2 separate regions of the Mus musculus genome follow, and region 2 is linked to region 1. Evidence: chromatin contacts called from public HiChIP or PLAC-seq data. All regions are on one chromosome and are shown on one strand. The core of a region is the stretch at or near the end of the contact, and the rest is flanking DNA. Distances in the headings are between cores, read along the strand shown.

What was found. HiChIP or PLAC-seq counts read pairs in DNA pulled down with a chosen protein or histone mark.
Region 2: an H3K27ac HiChIP or PLAC-seq map of regulatory T cells shows a contact between it and region 1, with 5 times the contacts expected there. The contact joins two enhancer-like sites. A contact is called at or near these places in 1 of 15 datasets of contacts at CTCF or cohesin (the NIH/3T3 cell line), 9 of 484 Hi-C or Micro-C datasets (Th2 cells, cerebral cortex, cortical neurons and 6 more), 9 of 115 datasets of contacts at active chromatin or transcription factors (bone marrow-derived macrophages, embryonic fibroblasts, embryonic stem cells and 2 more) and 4 of 9 other capture datasets (adipose tissue, embryonic stem cells, liver and 1 more).

Annotation. Positions count from the first base shown.
Region 1 is chr12:70,710,088-70,715,140 of GRCm38.p6, reverse strand. No RefSeq gene overlaps it. Among named protein-coding and RNA genes, the nearest start is that of Gm32322, 19 kb to the right of the region's middle. Within about 2 kb of position 1,815, at least 182 of the 459 cell types and tissues checked have an H3K27ac peak or open chromatin away from gene starts, as enhancers often do. A contact at or near this core is called in cerebral cortex, cortical neurons, granulocyte-monocyte progenitors and 1 more, where this site is marked.
Region 2 is chr12:70,879,621-70,884,626 of GRCm38.p6, reverse strand. It overlaps Frmd6 (FERM domain containing 6), which reads right to left. Exons shown (of 14, transcript NM_028127.3): 6 at 3,822-4,008; 7 at 806-961. Among named protein-coding and RNA genes, the nearest start is that of Gm32664, 21 kb to the left of the region's middle. Within about 2 kb of position 2,461, at least 68 of the 459 cell types and tissues checked have an H3K27ac peak or open chromatin away from gene starts, as enhancers often do. A contact at or near this core is called in cerebral cortex, cortical neurons, granulocyte-monocyte progenitors and 1 more, where this site is marked.

The DNA of each region.
Region 1 (5,053 bases), core at 566-3,065:
ACCAACAACCACCACCACCACACATGTGCTACCATACATGAACACATAAACAAAAACAATCCAGAATGAGCACATTGATACATAGTAAAAGTAGGTTTGCGCTCATCAGGACTGAAGGGAGGCAGGTGAATAAAGAGGACTAAAGTCTCAATGGGTGTAGTGTTGTCTTGCGTAGTTATTGAATGTTTTGGAACTAGACAGTAAAGATGGTTGTACAACATTGTGACTGCACCAAATGTCACTGAATTTGTACTTCAGAGTTTTTAATGTTATGAATTTTATGCTGTATTTATTTTTTTCCAAAAGAAATGAAAATTTCTGAGATCAACTTTCAAAGAGTCGATTCGAAGCATCTGGTATGGGTCCTAGAGGCATGCGAGTGCCTGGTGATTGGTTCCAACGTCTTGGGTGCACATTTTGAGAGGCATTAACATTGTATTTACGTTCCTTCCATAGTAAACAATCCCCCCCCCCCCCCCCCGCCAGCATATGAGACTGTGTAAGGCAAGGAGAATGTGTAAGAGGCACCTCACAGTACCCTCCAGAGCTTCTGCTTCTTAGCTTGCGAAGCTGCTGAGGACTTTAAATGACATTTCTGCAGGGCCTGGTTACATAAGTGTGCTTTCGGTCTCCCCACTCAAAACTCTTCCCACGCAACACCCGACGTCACAGTTCTGTTCCCTGGTCAAGGTTAATCTCTCCCCGAGCCCTTTCTTCTCATTTGCTTTCAGCATTTTTTCCCCCTTTCTATTGCTCTTTTCTTCTCAGCCAAAAACCAGGCACACGTTTCCGCATCTTAATAATGGGTCTCGCCTGGCCTCTGGGATCGCTGAGAAAACAATTCCCTCCTGCCTTCTCCTTTCATCCTCTCCCCGTGTTAGTCATCAGGGCCACCCTTGGAGAAGTTCATCCATTTCACTGAGGGGAAAATGATACCTCTACCTCGAAGTGAGCTTCCGGTCTTCTCCCTGGCTCCTCAGACCATGCTCACTGAATCCGTGTGGAACCAAAATAGCACCTGGGTGACTGGGAACGCTCCCACAGCCGAGGAAGCTAAGGCAGCAGATTCAGGTCTAGCTAAGTTTGTAACAAACTTAGCAAGGACGTCGTCCTGACTCAGAGTTCTGCTCCATTTAGAGGCAAACTTGATCGGAAGCGACTGGAAATGTGCCCAGAAATCCTCAGAAACCCGAGGTTCAAGGCACTGTACACAGCACTACTGACCTTAGAACAGTTTGCTGAAGTCGTTTTTCTCCGTTTAAGTAGAGAGATATTTTGACATCAATAAGCAAAAAACCACAACCACAACTCAACCCAACCCAACCCAAACAACAACACCCTCCCCCTTCCAACCCCCAATCTCCTCCACCAAAACCAAGCCAGCACCAACAGCCTCATCAGGTAACTTTGACCGGACACACATTGCTGACAGGGTAGGAGGGCGAGCACTGCGTTTACAAACTTCCCCTTTCATTTTTGTTCCAGTATAAACACGTGTCGTCTCCTCTGACAAAGCATTTCAGAACATACACACAGTAAGCTATGTGTTTTCATTTTGAAATCAATTTTCTTGGATTTTTTTTTTTTTAATTGATGGTAAAATAATGACTTGACTTATTTACTCACAGGATTTGTTCCTGACTGGTGACCTACCTCCCCTAAGTGACTGAAGTGCTGTGGACATTTGCACCCTTTGGTTTAGAGGAAGGGAAAACCTAATTTACATCATCTTATTTAAACACTCTGTCCTTTCAGCTAAGCTGCACTCTGATCCAGGCCTCGTGCTAGGCTAGGTGATGGAGACTCCCGAGCTAGAACAGAGATGCCTACATAGCAGTGTTTCAGTCTCACAGTACATTACTCTGTGTGTCTAAAGGTCTCAGCACACCCAGCAGCAAAGCTCAATTCATACAGGAAGCCTAAGCCTAGTTCAATATGATAATATCCCCAAATGTAAATGGATCTCCTCTGTTGGCCAGGCCGCAGACTGTGGAGTCCCAGATGGGGTGGATGGTCCATCCCACATCAGGAGTAGCTGCAGCCCATCTCAGCCTGGGCTCATTCCTCCCTCTCCTGTCTATCACCCCCAGTCTCCCTCCTGATGTTCTAGGCTTTATCCTGCCCTCTGAACACCAGAGTTGAAGCTAAAGGAAATTCCAACTCAGAACAAAACAAAACACCGGCTGCTGCTTCTGAGATTTATGAAGAACCCCGGGTGAGAGAGCAGTAGTTGGAAGGCTCTAGACACTCGTTGAGAGGAGCCAGCACACAAAGTGTCTTCTGCCGCAGGGTTCCAAGGGAATATTTTTCTTTCTACTCACTGCAACAGCTGGTCAGGAATTTCCCTATTTGTTAGGGAAAAGGAATTTGGCAAGGAAAATCCTGCATCTCTTCCCTTCCCCCCAGCAGAAGTCAGCTGTACCTCAGGACAGGTAAAAAAGCAAAGGAGTCAGACAGTTTATTCACTTACAAATGATTCAGGGAACTGAAATTTTCTTTCTGACTTTCCTACCCCCAGGCAGGGAGTTTTGGTAGAGAAACAACCACAGAAGAGTTAACTGGCCTGGATCTCTGTGCCTCTGCTCTCCCAAGATGATCACATTCCATTCTGGAATGCAATGCTGCCGAAGGAGGCCAGATTGGTTCTGTAGGTGGTATGTGCCCCACCTACACACACCCTAGAGTTCTTAGCAAGAGCTGTTTTCCCCAAGTGTTAACTGCTCTTTCTTTCATCCAAAGAATGATTTGTTGAGTGCTCTTCATGCTGGGTATTTTGCAGGTGGCAAACCTTATATTATATAAGGAAATTATAGTGGGCAAAGACTCATAGATGCAACCTTAGTCAATGGGTAGTGCAAATGAGGGACTACGGGGAGGTAAACCAATAGAGACTCAGTATTGCAGCTGCCCCAAACCCAGGACACATAGACTGGCATAGTGGCAGCCCATGTGCTCGAGCCAAAGGATGAGCCAGAAGATCACACATGAGAGGTGAAATCCAGACAGAGGGAGCAGCATCGGCAAAATGCAGTGACAACAGCAGCTTAGCTGATAGAGAAGAATAGAGGGGAAGACAAGTCAGAGATGTGGGGCAGGGGGATGCAGTGTGAGGAGGGAGATAGGAGGAGGGAGAAAGAAAGAGAAGAGGGAGAGTAGTAAGTAATGGGGAGGGGAAGGAAAGAAGGAGAAAGAGGGAAAGAGAATGGGAGGGAGTGAGAAAGGAGGGAAGAAGAGTATGGAGAATAAGAGAGAGAGGGAAGGTAGAGGAGGACAAGAAGGACACACGAGGGAATGATCAATGTATACATGTCAACTTTACATTGCTGTGTACTAGCAGTACAATGTACAAATCCAGTAGCAACGAACATTAAAAAATTATAAAACAATTTCATTTATAACAGCATCAAGAAAGAACAAAACACTCATCAGGAGCGAATTTAACCACAGAAATTCAAGTTTAGGATGTTGAAAATAACAGGACACCATTGAAAGAATTTTCAGATATCTAAATGAAGCAGCTGGTGTTGGGGAACTGGAAGCTATAAGATGTGTTATTCAGAGACCATGTTTTAAGTCACCCCACCAACATCCCAAATTAGTTCTTTGTAGAAATTCCCAGATACACACGGAAACCCACAGGACTTAGCCAAAATGGCGTGGGAAACGAAAAATGAAGAAGACACACTTCCCAAGTTTAGAACTTAGCAAGAAGCGGCAGGAATCAAGGCACTGTGCTACGGGTAGACACATAGATCAATCAGACAGCACTGACAGGTCAGGAGGAGACAGGGCCTTTCTAATTTACAAAGGAGTTTTTCCTACAAAGGAGTTTCTGATGACAGTGCTGAGACAGACTGAAGAATAGATTTCCTGTAACAGTGCCAGCACGCCTGGGTATCCACATGCAAGAGGCTGAAACGGCTCCTCTCCTTCACATCACAATGGGGAATCATCTCAAACTATAAAGAGCCACTCTAAGTGCAATAGCCAAGACTTTCAGAAGAGAAATGCTTGACCTTGGGACAGGCAATGGCTTCTTAGCAATGACAAGAAGACAAAAACAGGAAGTTGAATGTTATCAGAACTCGGTACTTCAAATCACACACTCAAAAAGTGAAAAACAAAACAGAGAGAGAAAAATAAAAAAACCCAAAAACATTCCATAGGACAGGAGAGGATATTCTCAGATCAGAAGGCAGCCCAGAGACAAATGTAGAGCACAGATTAAATACAATTAAAGAAAAAAAAATAGATGCCTGGAGAGATGACTCAGCAGTGAAGAGCATTGGCTGCTCTTCTAGAGGTCCTGAGTTCAATTCCCAGCAACCATATGGTGGCCCACAACTGCCTGTAACAGTATCCAATGCCCTCTTCTAGTGTATCTGGAGAGAGCAAAGGTGTACTCATATACATAAAATAAATAATAAATCTTTCAAAAAAGCAAAAAAATAAGTATGCAAAGCTCACAAGCAGAAACAGACAGACTGCCCTTTGCTCTTTGCAAGAGGTAGCGCACAGTGGATCATCAACCCAAAATGTCAAGGCCTTAAGTATAAAACTCCAGAATGATAACGGAAAAGCGAGATGACCGTAGGTTCAATATCAAAGGCACAATCCGAGAAAGGAGTAGTTGATACCCTGGATCCCACAGAGATCAACACTTCTGCTCTGTAAAACACACTGTCAAAGGAGAAGACAAGCCACGGACTGGAAGAAAGTATTTACAGATGGCGTCTCCATATCTGATAAATGATTTACCCAGAATACACCAGGAACTCTCACAACAAGAAGTGAACAGCCTGGTTTTAAAAATGGGCAAAGAGCTGAGCCAGACTCCTCAGCCTGAGAAGATATAAATGGTAGATAAATGATATTTGATCTCATGCCGTTGAGGAACTGTCAATTAAAGCAACAGTGATATCACACTGAAGACTCACAATGGCCAAGATCCAAAATGACAGAAATTACCGATGAAGCCATGAAGCCCTGGGAACTCTCATGGCTGAGGGTTGGACATGAGTTGGGTGGGGTAGCGGGCTTGGGGGTTGTGGGC
Region 2 (5,006 bases), core at 1,212-3,711, 170 kb before region 1:
CACGGTCAGACCCCACGGGCCATGTTTTAACAACTTCGTCCCACTGGGTTTGCAAATATACCCTGAGTACTTAGAAGAATCCAGTTCTAGTCAGGAATGACCCTTGTCAGGATAGGGAAGATACAGAGAGGAGCACGGAAGAGAAGGCAGAGCACGCTGAGGCCCAGCATGAGTGTGCAGAGCATCTTCACAGCGCTCTGTGGAAAGGAGGCCTGGGATACATAGGATGCAAAGAGAATACGGAGCACCCGAGTCCCTGAGGCAACTAACTGATCACAGAAACTCTGTCACCCAGGAGCCTGGGCTGCAATCCACATTTCTGCCACTTGGTTTTGCAACCTTAGTGAATTATTTAACTTTTTTAAGCCTCAAGTTTCCTGGCTTATAAAATGATCACTTTTTATACAGTGTGGGGGTTTGAAGGAAAAAAAGGAGGCATACGGTGCTCTGTCTGCACTGGGGTCGGTGGGAACATTCCCACAATTAAAGGAATATAATGAGGGTGGGGCTTTCACAGGGCAATACTACAATAACATTCACCAAACATCTTGCAAAGGTTACTCTTCCAGGCAGAAAAAGAACTATAGCATAAGGCCCTCAGAGGCAGATCACCATCGCAGCCCTTCGTTATCACACGTTACAAACATTTAAGAACTCTAACATGCTGCTTCCGGGCTAGACCACGGAGGCCTGACACGTGTAACCAAGGGCAGGCCAAAAGAAGAGCTTCCCACAGCTTGTTGTAAGAGGAAAGCAGAGTTCTCAGGCGAGCTGAAATCTCGCGCAGGAAGGAGGGTTTTCCTACCTTGTACAGTCTGTAGTAATGGATGGCGACGTCGTCCAGTCGGACGGCTTCTTTGATGTACTTTAGGTAGGCCTCGGAGGCCGTCAGGGCAAACTGGTCCTTGTGCATGTTTGGGATGTGTTTCAGGATGTAGTCCTTCCCCCGCTTGGAAACAACCTGTGGGGACACCGTGCCCCAACCGACAAGAGGATGAGAAGCTAATTCAGGCCACATGAAGCTGGATACTTCTCACTAGAAAATTCTAATTTTTATCCCATTTTCGCTGTCTTCTTAGGCTACCGGGAGGAACCAGTTAAGGTTGTAAGATATAACGCCCACTTGGTAGAACAAACAATCGTAATTGGGGAAAACAGATTCTTTTGGTTTAAAGAGTCACCGACGTGAGCAGAAGTCCCACGCAAACTGAAGTAATTTCACATACTTCACGGATTACGCTCTTAAACGATGGTACTGTGGGAAGAAATGATGTCAGGGAACAGCTGCAGGACTGAAGTCCCACTAACTCCCACAATCCCCCACACAGAACGTGAGACTAGAAACGTTCATCTGGGGAAGGTAAAGGACCAGGCGGGACTCTTTGGAACACTGGTTTTCACAGGAAAGGCCAGGAACTCTACTTGAAAACACAGGAGGAAACGGTTTCGATTCAACACGCCCTCCCTGTGATTTGCTGGGGCTTAGAATTGGATGGGGTCCACTGAGCTTTCTTTCTTCCTTTCTTTCTTTCTTTCTTTCTTTCTTTCTTTCTTTCTTTCTTTCTTTCTTTCTTTCTTTCTTTCTTTCTTTCTTTTTTAAGATTTATTTATTTATTATATGTAAGTACACTGTAGCTGTCTTCAGACGCACCAGAAGAGGGAGTCAGATCTCGTTAGGGATGGTTGTGAGCCACTATGTGGTTGCTGGGATTTGAACTCAGGACCTCCGGAAGAGCAGCAGGGTGCTCTTACCTGCTGAGCCATCTCACCAGCCCCCCACTGAGTTTTCAAATGTGAGTTACACCCTGCACCCGGTGGCTGCATACTGAGGGTGTTGGGAATGGCCATGCGGATTTCAGAAGGGTCTGAAAACACAAAAAGCCAGTGGCAACACGAGCAGAAGCAAGGGCTTCGGATGGTGGCAGTGGGGGACACTGGCGAGTTTTCAGCTCTAACGTGACTTCAGCATCTGTTGTTTGGTGCTTACTTTTCATACTTCACAAAGGATTCTACATGGAGGCCGGTGGTGGCCCACACCTTTAATCCCAGCACTCAGGAGGCAGAGGCAGGAGCATTTCTGTGAGTGCTAAGCCACCCTGGTCTGCATAGGCAGTTTCAGGGAAGCTGGGGCTGCAGAGAGAAACCCTGCTTGGGGCTGCGGTGGGTTCAGAAGTTTAAGGCACCCCAGCAGCTGTGTGGACACATCTGTAGAGTCACCAGCTGGATGGTGCCAGAGCATCCAGTCTAAGAAATCAACCAGATCCTGGAGTTGCACACTTGGGAGCCAGGACTTCACACCACAGGTGACTGGGGAGTTCCTGCAGGTACTGTGTAAAGTAAGAGGCTCGCTCCTCTCAGAGCAAGCTGGGGGACACCGAAGCAGGAATAGCTCTGCAACACTGTGCTGAGCTCTGAGACCCAGGGAGGGAACGCCAAACGGAAGGATGCAGTAGACTTAGAAGGAAACCAATAGTGACAAAATAGGGACTAAGCAGGGTAACAGGAAATGGAGTGGGCACATCAGAGCATGTGGGTAGGAATGTGGCAGAGGCACAGTGCCAAGCCAAGTCCATGTGATGCCAGGTTCTGGCAACTGGGCCTATGGCAGCCTCCAGCCCTCTGACAACAGGGGAACAGAGGTAGGGCTGTTTCTGTGGAGGTGGGGGAGGGAGGAGTGTGATTGGGGGTGTTCCGAGTCTGTGGAACTAAGGAATGAGTAGCCACCTCACTGTACAGGGCAGGCATATTTAGGCATTACCTGCATATTCTGAAGGTAGGCATGAAAAACCGTGATTGGGATGAAATCTCCCTGGTGTAAGTGGCTAGGTGCCAAGGGCAGCAGAAAAATTCAGCAAAAGGAGAAGAGAGCGCCTACTGAATCAGGCAACATAAAGGGCATGAATGACCCGAGAGATGGCATGTGCTTGCCTGAAGGGGAGCAGGTGGGGGAAGAGGACCGAGGAACGCACACGGATGGGAAGGAAGCTGCCAGAAAGTCAAGCACACTTGGCCTATCTTTTGGGAAGCCAGCCAGGCGGTTCTGCTTTGTGGACGCAGGTGACCCATTGTTCCGGTGAACATCAACAGTAGGGGAGAGAGCCTGAGCCAGAGCCGAGGCCACAGAAGAGAGGGACAGAGCGGCCTGCAGGAGGACTGGCAACCCCAACAGGCTACGGAGCATGTGTGTGAGCCTACTCCTGCCAGAATGACCTACATCTATCTATCTTCTCCTGACAGAAGGGGACGGCTCCTCGCCTGGCAGGGAAGGACACAGAGGTCAGAGCCAAATGTTGATTCAGAGTTGTTTTCTCAGCCCATTAAAACTGTGAATGATCTCATCGCTTGAGAAGTAATCATTTTCCCTCAAAGGGGAAAAATACAATTCACCGGGAGGATGGAGAGTGTCGCCGCTAGCCAGGCGTGGGCTTGCACACCTTCAGTCCCTGCACCTGGGAGGTGGAAGCAGGTGGATCTCTGTGAGTTCAAGGCCAGTCTGGTCTAGAAAGTGAGTTCCAGGACAGCAAGGGATGCACAGAGAAACCCTGCTTAAAAAACAAAACAAACCGCCACCCCCCCAAAACAAAAAACCCCAGAGTATCACTGCTATGCACATTCCAACACGGGGCTGGGTAAGCTGAAGTTCTTCTGCATTTAAGATGGCCAGAGAGCCTCCTCAGTCATGAGCAGACTAGGAAAGATTCCCAGCCTCCGATTGGTAGTTGGGCATCACAGCGATTTCCCTGGGCCCAGAACATGCAGGCTCATCTCTTGAAGAGGCTTGTGTCTGAACAGGCAGTATGGAGAATCCAGACAGTACCTACCCATGCCGGGAAGTAAGCCTCTGGCTCAAAGTAGTCTCCGTGGTGCAGTTTCCTTTTGAAGTTGCCGAGGTCAGCTTGCAGTGCAAAGGCTGCCAGCAGGAAGTAGGCCTCCTCTCTGAGCACACACTGGGAGTGCAGCACCTGTTTCCGTAGGTGCCAGTAATAATAGTATCTTGCAATTCGGTCACTAGAAAATACGGGAAAACAGCAGTCATGTTTTGGTGGAATGTTACAAGCACATGCCAACAGATCCCAAATTTCATATGCATCTGCTAGCAGAGGCCCTTTGCTTCGGCTCCCTTGGGTCCTCCTCACTGAGGTGGGGAAGACCCAAGCTGGAACCAGATCACCACCTCAGGAGGCTGCAGGGGCAGAAGGCTCAGCTGCCAAAAACAGACCCTAAAGCTCACAGCCTTTGGCTCATCCAAAGAAAAGGCAGCTCTGAGGGACTCCACTCCAGTAAGGTGCATATGTCACAGAACACAAGCTGGACGTGCCAGAAGCTGGGCGCTTGCAGTCTGCATAGCGACGTTGTGCTTCTCACTCCCTTAGTGGGAACAAACCGAGGGGCAAGCCTGGCCTCCCTGTTTGATGGTCCTTGATTGTTCCCCTCCTTAGCGCATCACAGATGCTCTACAGCACGTAAAACGCTTATAGGAGATCTGAGCACCAGTGGCTTGTTACTTTCCCCGCTGCCCCGAGGATGAAAGAACCAATGCTTTCCTTGAAGAACATGCCTTGTTCTACAGGAGGAGGAGGATGCTTTATGGAGTGTTTTCACGGGCACAAGCCTCGACAACCATGACACTCCCTCCACAAGGAAATGCTAATAGTGCACGCTCGAGTCCACCCAAGCCAGAAATAAATCCAGTCCACCGAATAGGTGAATGGGCAGTGCTGGCAGGGGTGCTAGCAGGGGTGGGTGGGTCACAGGACCTCTAGTCACATCAGAAGAAATGTTCATGAGCAGATTATAATTAAGGAAAACAACTGTGGCTGTGTGCGCCTTCAGGGAGGTCCCTGGCCTCTACCTGCGGTCACAGCTCACCAGCAGATGATAACAGAAACATATGTGCCTAAGACCAAGACCAGGGCTAAGGATGAAGAGCTTAAGGGGAAGGCATCTGTGGAATTCTTTTCCCGAGGATAGGGCACTACTCAGTGCTGTTGGATGGTGTATGTATG